Linked DNA regions of Mus musculus: region 2 is linked to region 1. Evidence: chromatin contacts called from public promoter capture Hi-C data. All regions are on one chromosome and are shown on one strand. The core of a region is the stretch at or near the end of the contact, and the rest is flanking DNA. Distances in the headings are between cores, read along the strand shown.

The links. Promoter capture Hi-C pulls out the DNA fragments that hold promoters and counts their contacts.
Region 2: a contact with region 1 is called in a promoter capture Hi-C map of liver, with 3 times the contacts expected there. The contact joins the promoter of Asb4 here to the enhancer-like site in region 1. A contact is called at or near these places in 18 of 39 promoter capture datasets (the 3T3-L1 cell line, 3T3-L1-derived adipocytes, the C10 cell line and 12 more), 2 of 15 datasets of contacts at CTCF or cohesin (large pre-B cells and pro-B cells), 27 of 484 Hi-C or Micro-C datasets (B cells, the C10 cell line, CD4 T cells and 15 more), 11 of 115 datasets of contacts at active chromatin or transcription factors (bone marrow-derived dendritic cells, bone marrow-derived macrophages, embryonic stem cells and 4 more) and 5 of 9 other capture datasets (adipose tissue, embryonic stem cells, liver and 2 more).

The regions. Positions count from the first base shown.
Region 1 is chr6:5,233,373-5,239,881 of GRCm38.p6, reverse strand. Pon3 (paraoxonase 3) reads left to right here. Exons shown (of 9, transcript NM_173006.2): 5 at 2,884-3,010. Among named protein-coding and RNA genes, the nearest start is that of Pon3, 20 kb to the left of the region's middle. Within about 2 kb of position 2,176, at least 10 of the 459 cell types and tissues checked have an H3K27ac peak or open chromatin away from gene starts, as enhancers often do. A contact at or near this core is called in the G1E-ER4 cell line and liver, where this site is marked.
Region 2 is chr6:5,385,923-5,392,408 of GRCm38.p6, reverse strand. Asb4 (ankyrin repeat and SOCS box-containing 4) reads right to left here and starts at 1,999. Exons shown (of 5, transcript NM_001355662.1): 1 at 1,614-1,999. The coding sequence starts at 1,800.

The sequences.
Region 1 (6,509 bases), core at 927-3,426:
TTCTCTTATGAAAGTATACAAATGCCAATTAAGGTGTTAAGAGACATTTGACAATTTCAGCAACCTGTGAAAATGCAGATGAAGTAAAAATCAGTCACTTCTTCATATATTCAAGGATGAGAATAATAGAAGGGACATGAGGCTAGGTACAGGGCAATGGGTCACCGTACCTACCCATTATTCTTGAAACTCCGATATTGAGAGTGGAGACCAGTGGATCCTCAGAGTTCACCAACCATCCAGTTAAGACCCTACCCCCCCCCCAAAATAATCAGTGAGTTTCCAGGTCAGTGAGAGACCTTGTCTCAAGGCAGTAAGGCAGAAAGTAATAGAGGAAGACATACTCACTGATGTGCATGTAGCACATATAAATACATTACTATTACTACTACTACCACTACCACCACCACTACAACTATTACTACAACTACTGCTCTCTCTCTCTCTCTCACACACACACACACACGCACACACACACACAGAGTGAGAGAGAGAGAGAAAACAAGTAACAACAAATATAAGCAAAGATGTGGAGAAATTGGGCTCCTTCACTGGCAATATTGTGAGAGGTGCATCCACTTTAGGAAACAGTCTGTCAGTTCAAAATATTGTGTTACCATGTGATACAGTAGCTTTGCTCTCTGGTGTGTGATCAGCAGGACTGGCAACACTTCTACACAAATACTCCCACATGAATGGTCCTATCAGCCTTTTTCCTAGTACTCACATGCCCATTAACTGATGAGCATGGAACATAGTTTATACAATAGACTACAATACAATACAATACAGTATCATTTGGCAATAGAAAGAATGAGCTGGGATAGTGTGCTATGACCCTGGGCAGATGCTGGGAAGAAGGGGAAGTAGAAAGGAACATCTAAACAGTGGGGCATTTACATGGGGCCTGATGTAAGCATTCCGGAGCTAAGTAGTGGTTATTACTACACAACTCTAAGAATATACTAAAACGCACTAACGTTTACATTTTGCAAGACTGGATTTAATGGCATGTGACTCACATCTCAAGAAACTACCTCAGAAACAAATCTTATATTATTCACTTTGAAAATAGCAATCTTTAGTACATTTTGCTTGTTTATATCCCATAATTCCAAACTAATTTAAATATAATTTATTTGTGAATCCATTGAACACACAGATGCCATTGTATAAATGAAGGGGGTATCTCTCTGCCCCAGTATTTGTTTCTACTTACTAGTTTTTACTATTGTTTTCTTATCTAAATATATTCACCATAAAAAATGTATGCAACACATTCATTATGGAATCTGAGAGTCCAGAACAATGACTGAGACAGAATAGGAACTGAGCAAACAGGTATCTGGTGCGCGAGGGACTATGGATGTGATGGCATCAGACAAGTTACAGTAATACTCCATTTAATAAGATGGAGAAGCTGGAGTTGCCAGGAATGTGATACAGGGTTGACTTCTCTGAGTAACTCTGGCTGCTTCAGAGTTAGAAGGTAGGTGCTTTCATTTATCGCGTGTCTCTTACTCGGTAAAACTCGGGAAGCTCATTATACTTAGTCCCTTACAGCCACAACTTGTTTGCCTGACACTGCCCTGGCTAACGCATTCCAGTGAGAGCCGAGTAGTCAGATTAACGGAGACTATTTCACTGTATAGGATGTTAGAGTTAGGGATATCAGGAGCTGAATGTTCTAAGATAGGATCAGCTTATGGATTATCTGTCAGCCATACACTGAAGCTTCCAGACATTCAATGTTCTGTGATTGACAACCTATTTTATTTATTCCTAAATTAAGGGATTAATTCACAGACCAAAATGTCCCACAGAGAACTGTCAGGCTGTAGAACAAAGTTTATCTTCATTAAGCACCTCTTCCACCTAATTTGCCTGGAACAGCTAAATGTGGTCAAGGGCCCTGAATGTAAATTTCATATGTCAGGCCTCAGACCTGCTCCATTACATGTTCAGTAATTACATGGAGGAAGTGAACAGGAACAAGAGATACAGAACAAATTTCACAGTGAGAGGACAGGACCAGACCAGTCCCTCAAAACCTCAGACACACAGCTTCTAATAAGTCTATGAAGGCCACTACCCTCAATCCTCTTCAGGGCACTCTACATTCCAGAGTGAAAGCAGGTATCTGGGAGCATTCTTGAGGTTGGTGATGCCTAGGATTAGCTGGCTTGTTTCCATTGGCGTGTTTACTTTACAAGTCCACTGAGTTCAGTAAATATAGTTACTCTACTCAGGTATTTCACTTGTGTTAGAAGTTCGTTGTCCATCTGGGAAAGGGCTTATTTGAAAGCATTCGCATGCCCTGAGGTTTCTTGAACTTCTGTCGAAATGTAGACCTTTGTGACACACCCCAAAATTTCTCAGCAGACATGATTTGTTTGCTGACAAACCATCCAGGAGAGTGACATACATGTTTGCCTACCACTGAAGTTCCATCTCTTCTCTTTAGAGAGGGCGTGCTAGTGAGGCTGTGGAGACCATTGCACAAACACCCATGCTTTGCACCATTGCTTGGTAAACTTGCTATGTTGATAAAATTGCTGGGATATCCCCTACTGGAGTTTCAATTTCTCCAAAAATAGAAGCATCTAGCATTGGTGTTAATGACCTGACAGGCAGGCAGTACCATAAAAGCAGCCGTTGCACAGTAGTACCTGCCTATAAAATGCCAGCAACTCACAACTGGAACCTTGAAGCTCAAGATAAGCTTGGGAACATAGCAAGACCCCATCTCAAGGCAAAACTAAAGACCTGGGAGATGATTGGGTTTTTAAAGATGCCTAATAACGGTTTCAAGAAGCTCGCTTAAACTTCCTGGAAATTGTATCTTTCTTTGAAATGATCTCTCCCCTCCCCTCTCCCATTCAGACAACACTGCTTATCTTTATGTCGTGAATCACCCCAACATGGACTCCACTGTGGAGATATTTAAGTTTGAAGAACAACAACGCTCTCTCATCCACCTGAAAACTCTAAAACATGAACTTCTCAAGAGGTATGGAGTTAAAACCACGCGTCTTCGGTCTATTTCTTCGGGCCCTCCACTGTGCACCTTGCTTTCTTCCCTTCAGCAGGCGTTCTCCAGCTTTTGTTTCGCAAGCGGAAGATTTTTCTCTTTCTCTAAAGCTTTCTAAAGCTCCCTGTGGTGGGACTGCCCAGCGCCTCAGTAGACATTGCTGTGTTCAGGATTGAATGTCTCTATATTTTCCAACTTTCTGAAAGCTCTTTAATCCTATAAAGGTGCTCAATTAGATTCCCAGCTCCAATTCCAACCTCTTTGCCACAGCAACTCAATCCTGTGCTCTCCTTAAACACCTACTCCCCCTGCCAATCATCGTGGTAGATTGTGTTTTCTGAGTCTTACCCACTGGGTATTATAACCAACCGCCAGATGGGTTATTTCTTTATGTCCAACTCTTTAAAGAAGAAGCTGATAAAAAATTAATAAAAATAAATAAAAACAACTGGTGGGAACTTATAAAGATTACCTTAAGTGTGCTGACTCTGTGCCAAGTCAAAATAGTTTAACTTATTTTCACATAGCATTTAGTAACAAGCATAAGTAAACTGAGTCTCATAGAAGTTGTGGGCCACTTGGCCCTGTGAAGGTTCTATGCCCCAGTATAGGAGAATGCCAGGATCAGGAAGTGGGAGTGGGTGGGTTGGGAGCAGGGGGAAGGAAAAGGGGATAGTGGGTTTTTAGAAGGGAAACTAGGAAAGGGGATAACATTTGAAATATAAATAAAGAAAATACCTAATAAAAAAAGAGAAACCATAACATTACTCTTTGATGATATAAATATTGGTAGAGTGCAATATTTAAGTTGATTTAGTACTTGACACCCAAGGAAAAGAAAATTCTGCAAACATTGCATTCCGTGTCTTTAATATGGACAAGTTAAATTTTGCAAAGGATGATCTTTTTTTCCAAGATCAACTCATTTTTTCTGACTTTCTATAATAAAATGTAGTATATCTTATACTTTTCTTGGAATTACTATAAATACATTGGGCATTGCGAAGGGGCAAAATAAAAACGGAAAATGTATAAGTGAAGAAGAAGAAGAAGAAGAAGAAGAAGAAAAAAAGTTGTGGGCCAGGTAGGTGGCCCGAGTCAGCTTGTGACTAAATCACCACGTAATCCCAGGTCCATCAAAAGTGAGCTCTTAATTTGCAATGATCAGCATCATTCTTATTGAATTTAGACGATTATTATTCCTTAATCAATGTCAGGGTTTAAGCAGTAAGAGATATTTTCCCCTCTTATGAACTAAAAGCATCACTAGGTTCTTGAGGCCACAGTGGATCTGAACTTCACAGGATTGCTAGGGAATGGAAAGTAAAGAAAAGGGATTGTTATGAGTTGAATGATGTCCTAAAAACTGCAAAATAGCCGGGCGGTGGTGGCACATGCCTTTAATCCCAGCACTTGGGAGGCAGAGGCAAGCGAACTTCTGAGTTCGAGGCCAGCCTGGTCTACAAAGTGAGTTCCAGGACAGCCACGGCTACAGAGAAATCCTGTCGAAAAAAAAACAAAAACACAAAACAAAACAAAACAAAAAAAAAAACAAAAAAAAAAAAACAAAAAGAACAAAACAAAACAAAAAACCTGCAAAATATTTCCCAAGTCATCCAAACTCCACTTTTTAAAAATTTTGTATTAAAACCTGTGTTTGAATTTCTTCCACACATACCTCAGAATGTGATCTTGCTTATAAATACCCAGTTAAAGATGAAGCCTTAGTGGATTAAGATATATCCTTAATCAGTAAGAAGGCAGACAAGTGCAGAGATTGCCACACAATGATGAATACTCTCCCAAACCTGGAGCGAGAGATCTACAGGTCAGGGAGCGGGACCTGATGGTGGAAAAGCCACGAACAGATCTTTCCACCAAGACTTTAGTGGGATCATGGCTCTGCTAACTCCCTGCTTCAATATGCTTACTCTGTTGAACCATTTAGAATAACTTTTGTTTTTTAATCCCTACAGTTGATGGCAGTTTATTATAACAGACCCAGGGAACATACATGAGGAAGTTGTAGAGGTGCCCTGTCAAGTTACCCATTACTAAATGCAGTTGACACTGCTTGAAATCAGGTTACCTCGAAGAGGCAACATAAGCCTTGTTTCACAATGATCTGACCACGATAAGAAAGACAAAAGAGCCCTGATGTAGCTGTCTCTTGTGAGACTATGGAGGGGCCTAGCAAACACAGAAGTGGGTGCTCACAGTCGGCTATTGGATGGATCACAGGGCCCCCAATGAAGGAGCTAGAGAAAGTATCCAAGGAACTAAAGGGATCTGCAACCCTATAGGTGGAACAACAATATGAACTAACCAGTACCCCGGAGCTCGTGTCTCTAGCTGCATATGTATCAGAAGATGGACTAGTCAGCCATCAGTGGAAAGAGAAGCCCATTGGTCTTGCAAACTTTATCTGCCTCAGTACAGGGGAACGCCAGGGCCAAGAAGTGGGAGTGGGTGGGTGGGTGAGTGGGGGAGGGAGGGTATGGGGGACTTTTGGGATAGCATTGGAAATGAAGAAAATACCTAATTAAAAAAAAAGACAAAGGAGTTTATCTTGTGACATCATTTCTCCTTAGTCAAAGGTGCCTCAAGGAACTTCTCACTCTTGCCCTGTCAACTTGTTCATGTTTGAGTCACACCAGTGCTATCCTGTGCTTTGAGACCTGACAAATCTGCAGTGGGAGGCAAGAGGTCATAGCTGTGACCTTTTGTGAAGTGACACCTGTGGGAAACCTCCCCAGAACTGGTTGAATTTGTTCCTACTTGACAGTGGAAAGAGCCCAGTGAGACTGCAGGATCTAAGTAGGAGTTTGAGAAGGGCTCTAAGACACACATTGAGCAACAAGTACTAAGGGCAAAACAGAGCCTCATAGGAGGAAACTGTGAGGCAACTTAATGTAGGGTGCCAGGCAAGACTTGAATACAATTTATGATGTCATTCAAGGTCTTTTGGCAGAGGGGCCACTTAGGCCAAGTCACGAAAGATGGATAGGCTAGCAACAGGGCAAACTGCACAAAATTGCAAAACATTTTCTGATTCATCCAAACTTCCCTTTCTTAAAATTGTATTTGTTTAAAACAAAACAAAAAACAACAGCAAAGGCTTTCAGCTCATGAGATGGCTTAGTAGGTATAGATGCTTGCCAGCAAGCCTGACAACCTGTGGTTGATCTCTGGGACATACATGGTAGAAAGAAGAGAACAGACTTCTGCAGGCTGTCCTCGGACCTCTGCAATGCACTGTTACAGATATCCTAGAGAACTCATGAGTGTGCATATGCGCACACACGTTCATGCTCGTGCAGTGTGTACCCACAAACACACACAGACACACACACAGACACACACATAATAAATACAAATCTTTCATCTGTCTTCTTAATTTTCAAGTCACATTTTCATGCTTTCTTTTCTAAAAATGGGCATGCATTCACAACACTGGTTGTATTACAAATTCAAAGCT
Region 2 (6,486 bases), core at 750-3,249, 150 kb before region 1:
CTGCCTCTAACTGAAAGCCACACCTCATAGCCTGAATGCTAGTAAAACAATCATCGGCATAAATAAAAAGTTAGTTCCACGGGGGCCACAGGAATTAGCTTATTTTGACAAGAAGAATTTAAAACACAGTTTCTTCACATTTGGGGATTATGATACCCAAGAGATAACAGAAAAAAACAGCCTGCTCTCCAGGAGCCCAAACTTCTAAGTTCCCTGTCTCAGAACTTCCGAGCCTGTCTGCAGGGTTTACCTGCCTGAGAGATAAGAAAAGGTGGTCTTTGCTGCTCGCTATCAAATACATTAGCTACTGGCTTGAATCTGAGCCCTGTTGTATATGGCACACATAGAAGTTTCTTTAAAATAAACTTAGTATCCAGATTGAACCACGAAACAAAGTTATAAGTTCCAAGAAACCTAATTATATAGCATATAATTTGTTCTTCAACAGAATCTTTTCAACTTTGTAGAAAAAAAATAGAACTCTTAATTTTTCAGACAAAACAGCAATGACAGTTTATCATAAAACACAAATCAAAGAGCAAGCCCAGCAACTGACCTCAACTCATCTCTACTTATTTCAGAAATGACAGAGAATTAGGTAGAGAGAAATCCTACTTGTGTTTGTATCTGCAACTTGGTGACACTAACGATTTTGTATGAATAAAAAACAGATTTATATTTGAACATAAATAGGTCTCCCTTCACCCGACTCCCAAGACTTTCCCACATATTTTCTCTAGGCAGCAGTGAAGGTAAATAGAGTCTTTCTTTGCAGTATGCTCGCCAAACGGTCTAACTATTGAAGTTTTCCCATTATCTAGTTGATTTGAGAAATCAGAATGAGTGTGTTAATCTTGTTCTGATTTATTAAAGAGGAGTTCCAGGGGAGGGGGAGACTTAAAGAATTTTGTTATAATTTTTGATTTCCTATTTTTTTTTTTTTGGACAAAGCAGAGATTCTGAATTTTAATTTTTCAATTTTTTTCTCTACTATTGCAGCCAAGCAGAAAAGAAAAATAAAAGTTAACTTTGTGGTGTTTAGAGTTCAGCTTTTGTTCCTGCACTGAAACCCATTAAACCGATGCAGACCATCGAAGTGCCCCTGGCGCATCTTTCGCCATTCATTAACTCTCTAAATGGAAAAGAAGGTCCCCTTTCTCATTCACAGGGACACGGAGGTGATATATCTGTAAGTGGTTGTTAGGAAAGAATCAGCAGCCTGACCGAGAACCACACTGTCACACAGAGATCTCAGCGTCTTTAAGCAGAGCCTAGAGGCTTTTCTTTATTCTGTACCAACACAGTCACAAGGGAAGTCCCCCACACACCGTGCATGACAAATACAACCTCCCAGGGTCCCAAATTCCAGGCGCAAGAATGGCAAAGAGCAATAAATAGAAATACATAGACAAAAATCTGTATGGATCTATGAAAATCACCCCCAAATGCGCTCTGATTTTTAAAAGGGAAGGGAAGATTTTTAAAAATAAGAAATACTGTCTAAACAAACACTTAAACAATAAGAACGACTGCTTTAAAGACAAAAGCTGACCTACTGACCTAAAAATCCATTTTGTATCAATTTCACAATTACACCTCTCCAATTCTTTTACCTTGTTTGTAAGATGCCAAAATCATGTTCTCATCTTCAACTTCAAACACTGTGTCCACATCTATTTGCCTCTCGATTAAAATAGCCTTCAGTTTTCCGAAGTCATTTGTTTTTAGAGCCTCCAGGAAATCTTTCTTAACTAATTTGGCAGCTCCAGCTTTGCTGATAGGGGCAGTGATGCCGTCCATCCTCGGAGCCCTGTGGAAGCGGAGCAATGATTTATCAGGAGAGCAGCACCCAGCACACAGGCAAGGCTGGAGAGTCCACAAACTGCCGGCTAATTTTATCCCAAAGTTATGCTGACCCGTTCTATTTATATAGGGATCATTTCAAACTTCAAAATATCCTCCCAGACTCTCCCTGAGTTCTCAGGTCCTTTAAACTGGAGATACGTAAGCGGGTCCCTTCCGCTCTACGTGGAGTCGATAAGCAGGAAGGCTTCTGTGACACATTTCCGAGCATGAAATGTCACAATTATTTCTTACAAGACCAAAGTGAAAGTGTAAGATTTACAAAGCTCTTAATTCTCTTTATGTTTTCTCCTCAACAAAAAACATCTGGCGCCTGGCTGGAGCCGCAGTATCTTAGTCTGACTAACTAATAGCCCCAAATGAGAATTTGTTTCTGTTGTTGATACACGTGCTACTGAAAACCTTTAATGATTTTGTGAAATGAGCCTGTAAAATCGAGCCTAATTATGCACATCTAAAAACAAACAGAAGGTTTGTCAGTAACCTACACTTAAAAATTTTTCAATATTATGAGAAAAGCAGGGCGGGGTAGTGAGATGATGGGGGGGGGTCATTTTAGGGGAAAAAAAGAACCTGAAGAAACAAGAAAATCAATGCAACAAGTGAGTGGACTTTATTGAACCCTGCATTTTATTTCTCAAGTCAGTTAAAAAAAAAAGCCATGTTTGAACAAATTACAAAAACAAATACAAGCTGGATCTTACTTTCTACTATGAGCTTATTGATTTGAAAATGTGAGTCAGGTATTTGGGTTCTGTAAAAGAATCCTGTTTGTCCTCAATTAAAGCAATGCCTAATCAATTAGCACACTGTCTCACACATCCTCTGTCTGTTTACATAGTGCTTGTGTGTGTGTGTGTGTGTGTGTGTGTGTGTGTGTGTGTGTGTGTGTGTTTGCTAGGGATCAAACCCAGGGACTCACACAGCTTGTGTTTTATTACTGAGCTAACTCCATCCAAGGTCTTTAACACTTTTGTTTTAAAACAGTTCAGACATGTAAATAGGACAGAGAGCAAGGGACAAGAGGCACAGAGACAGAGAGAACACAGGGAACAAATGTGGCCCAAAGTTAAGCAGCTGGTTACTGTCATGGGCAATATGCAGTTACCTGCTAGTTTTTATTATTAAAATTTCTCCCTGTTAGTTTTTCAACAGAAAAAGTTAGAGACAAAACTGAAGACTTAATTTTACTTATTAGTGTCTTTAATGTCAGAAAATTATCAAGTGCTAACTAGTATACAAATTAGCTGCAATTTACATATCATGGATAGGTTCAGAAAAATGATATAAAAAAATCCCTGCAGTACTTGCAGTGTGAATTTTTTAAATTTTTCAATAACAAATATGTCTATAAACGCAACTGCGAATCAGCATACCCTTTCACTTGATGTACTGATGTGGAACGTAAATATACAAAACTGGCCAGTCCTGAGCACAGAACTTACCAAATCATAACAATTTTCACATTCAACACCCAGACCCAACAGAGTAGTTGTAAGCCCACCAGAACCCCCTCACACACTCTTAGACGGGAGAGTCAATCTGCCAACACCCACTACCATGACTTCCAACACTGAGGGTCAGTTCTACATACTTTTTAAAAGAACTTTTATTTGAAATTTTAATAGTTTACTCATTTAAATTTTAGATACATACTTCAAAATGATGGCTCCAGCAAGGGTGAGATGATCAAGAGACACGGAAACGAAGAGACAGGGACCTTCTGTCTGCTCAGCCCTGGCTCTAGACCCCAGGACACTGTTAAGACCTTTTGCTTTTGTTGAACATATATTGGAGACTCTTCTGAGAGGCTTGCCTGAACTTAGCCCCAGATACCTTCTTCAGCAAATACTTAGTGGTGCTTAGTGTATGACAAGTCACTTATTCAGAACACTGGAAATGTATCAATGAGAAAAACATACAAGAATCCCCACTGAAGTAGACTTTTGTGTGTTAATGGCTTAGGATCTTCTCCATCACTTGTCCAAATGGATTTTGTTCACAAAGTTACAAACTTCTTTGAATTTCACACAGAATGTGTCTTGTGACAATTACATGGATCTGATCCCCTTCACAGATACCCCCACCCCTACTTTGCTTGGCAATTAAGTAAAGGGCAATTTAATTTTATTCCAGACAGATATGTTTAATATGGTCCAAATACATAGCAGTCTCTTTATATAAGTAGTCACAACTCTAGGAGTTAAGGGTGTCCTTGCCAGTTCTGATGTTCCCTGTAAAAGGACATTCAGGAAGTTGTGATCATTGCACAAACAATATTTAAAACACTGGTATTTAACAATCAGCACATAAAAGACTATGCCATAAGTTACAGGTATGGCCAGACCCATGTGAGTCTGGAGAATAAAGGAATCCTGAATAGGCTCACCGTCCTCTGGAGCCCCATCCTTGAACTCTATGCAGGGTGGTAGAGTGTCTCCTTCCACTCACTGGGTCTTATTTAGCTTTAGTCACCTTCTAGCTTCTGCTGGTCATACAGTATGTGGCTCCAGTCATTTGCCACTGGCTATGGGTTCTTCATTCATTGTAGCCACATGGATACTTTAGGACAATCAATTATTGGCCACTTCAGAAACTGTATGACTTCTCTCCAGAGACACCCTCACTTTTGTCCACTCCACCCTACCCCCACCCCCATCCCCACCTCCACCCCTTATGCAGGGACCATAAAGAGCAAAGCTAGCACAATGAAAGAATGTGAACAGGGATGGGAACTGTATTGTTAACCCCAGGATCAGTTTGTATCTCTGTTCCTAATCCAGCAAGACTTCATCCTGGCTAGAAAATGCCTAATCTGGGAAGTGTTAATTGCTCTTTAACTTTTACTTTTTTCTTCCTAGGTTAACTAGCTCATTGATCTTTCACCCTGGATACAGGGCTTATCATTGCATTGTGGAAGAAATGCTATTATTTAAGCCCCCGGGTCCTTGCTTCTGTTGTTCTCTTGTTGCTTCAGCTGCGCTGGGGGCAGCTGCTGGTCTTTTGGCTCAGTTTGGGTTGGATGCTGTGGTTGAATGCACAGCCTCATGAATGCTAGGCCAGTGTTTTCCACTTAATTACTGCCCCAACCTCCAAAAGCTTATCTTATTAATATCTGATTTGTATAACTTCTGCCTTTCTAAAGATCCAGGTTCATAGCTGTAAAAAAATAAATGTATCTTTGTCAAATATTTTGAGAAAGCAAAGTTTCTGTGAAGAAAATTTCAAAATTAAGAACATTATTTCTACCATTCTACTAGAAGCAAAGAACCAAAGAATAAAATTCAGAGATAATTTGAATTTTAAAAAATAGAAGTTTAGGAGCTGGCGAGATGGCTCAGTGGTTAAGAGCGCCGACTGCTTTTCCGAAGGTCCCGAGTTCAAATCCCAGCAACCACATGGTGGCTCACAACCATCGGTAAAGAAATCTGATGCCCTCTTTTGAAGTGTCTGAAGACAGCTACAGTGTACTTACACATAATAAATAAGTAAATCTTTTTTAAAAAAAATAGAAATTTAATTTCTCACCGAAGTCATAGCAACGTATCTGGAATATTGTGACTAATGAAAAAAAAAAATCTGAGACCTGACGTCATTACCTAGACTTAGCTTCAAATAGCATCCATTGCTTAGGCCACAGGAGACTACATTTTGAAGTGACCATGTTTTACACCATCTAGTCTGACCTGACAGGAACCCTCCTCCGCTTTGTCTCTTAAAATGAAAACTCCCGTCCTGGACAACGTGTTTTTCATTAGTCTTTAACAACATGTCTCGGACATGTCTTCTGATCTTGATGGTAGGAAGACCTTCCTGACAGGACAGTGATGTTGAGGCAAATGGTTCCACAACCCTCTTGTACTCCCTGGGGACCTGAGGGAGCAGGCACAAAGGCCCAGGTGCTTGTTATCTCAATGGCTGTATACCACACAATCTACCCACTGTGTGTTATCTCTGGAACACAAATGGTTCCTTTGTTTATTATATCACTTTAAACATGGATTTAACACTATTAAGCTACAGTTGTTAAATGCAAACACAGGGAAGAAGTGAGAAGCAGATTCCTAAAACTTATCTTCAGAAATTAGAATTTTTGTGGGAGCAAAGTCCTTTGCCCTCTCTGACTTTCCAGCAGAGGAGTGGGTTATCTTTGCTATGGGCTCACAGCTGTGCATTATGGGATTGCTTGAAAACCGCCTTTTTTCTCCTCTGTCATACTTAAGGAGTTGTGTAAAATCTCAGGACACTCTGCATCAATTTTTGCTGTTGTTGTCTCATATATTTGCATGTTAAAGCTTTGTACAGAGATTGCTTTAACTGTAGATTTACTTGGGTTAATAGACAACACGGACAAATGCAGTGAGAGCCTCCAGCTGTATGGGCTTCAGCAGAGATCTGATCCAAGTTTTCTATACCAATTGGCAATAGGGTTAGTACTGTAATTGAAATTACCATCGTTATTTATAATGCAGAAGTCAGGAAAACTAAGAACCAAGGGTTGTAGCTGGGCGTGGTAGCACACGCCTTTAATTCCAGCACTCGGGAGGCAGAGGCAGGAGGATTTCTGAGTTCAAGGCCAGCCTGGTGTACAAAGTGAGTTCCAGGACAGCCAGGGCTATACAG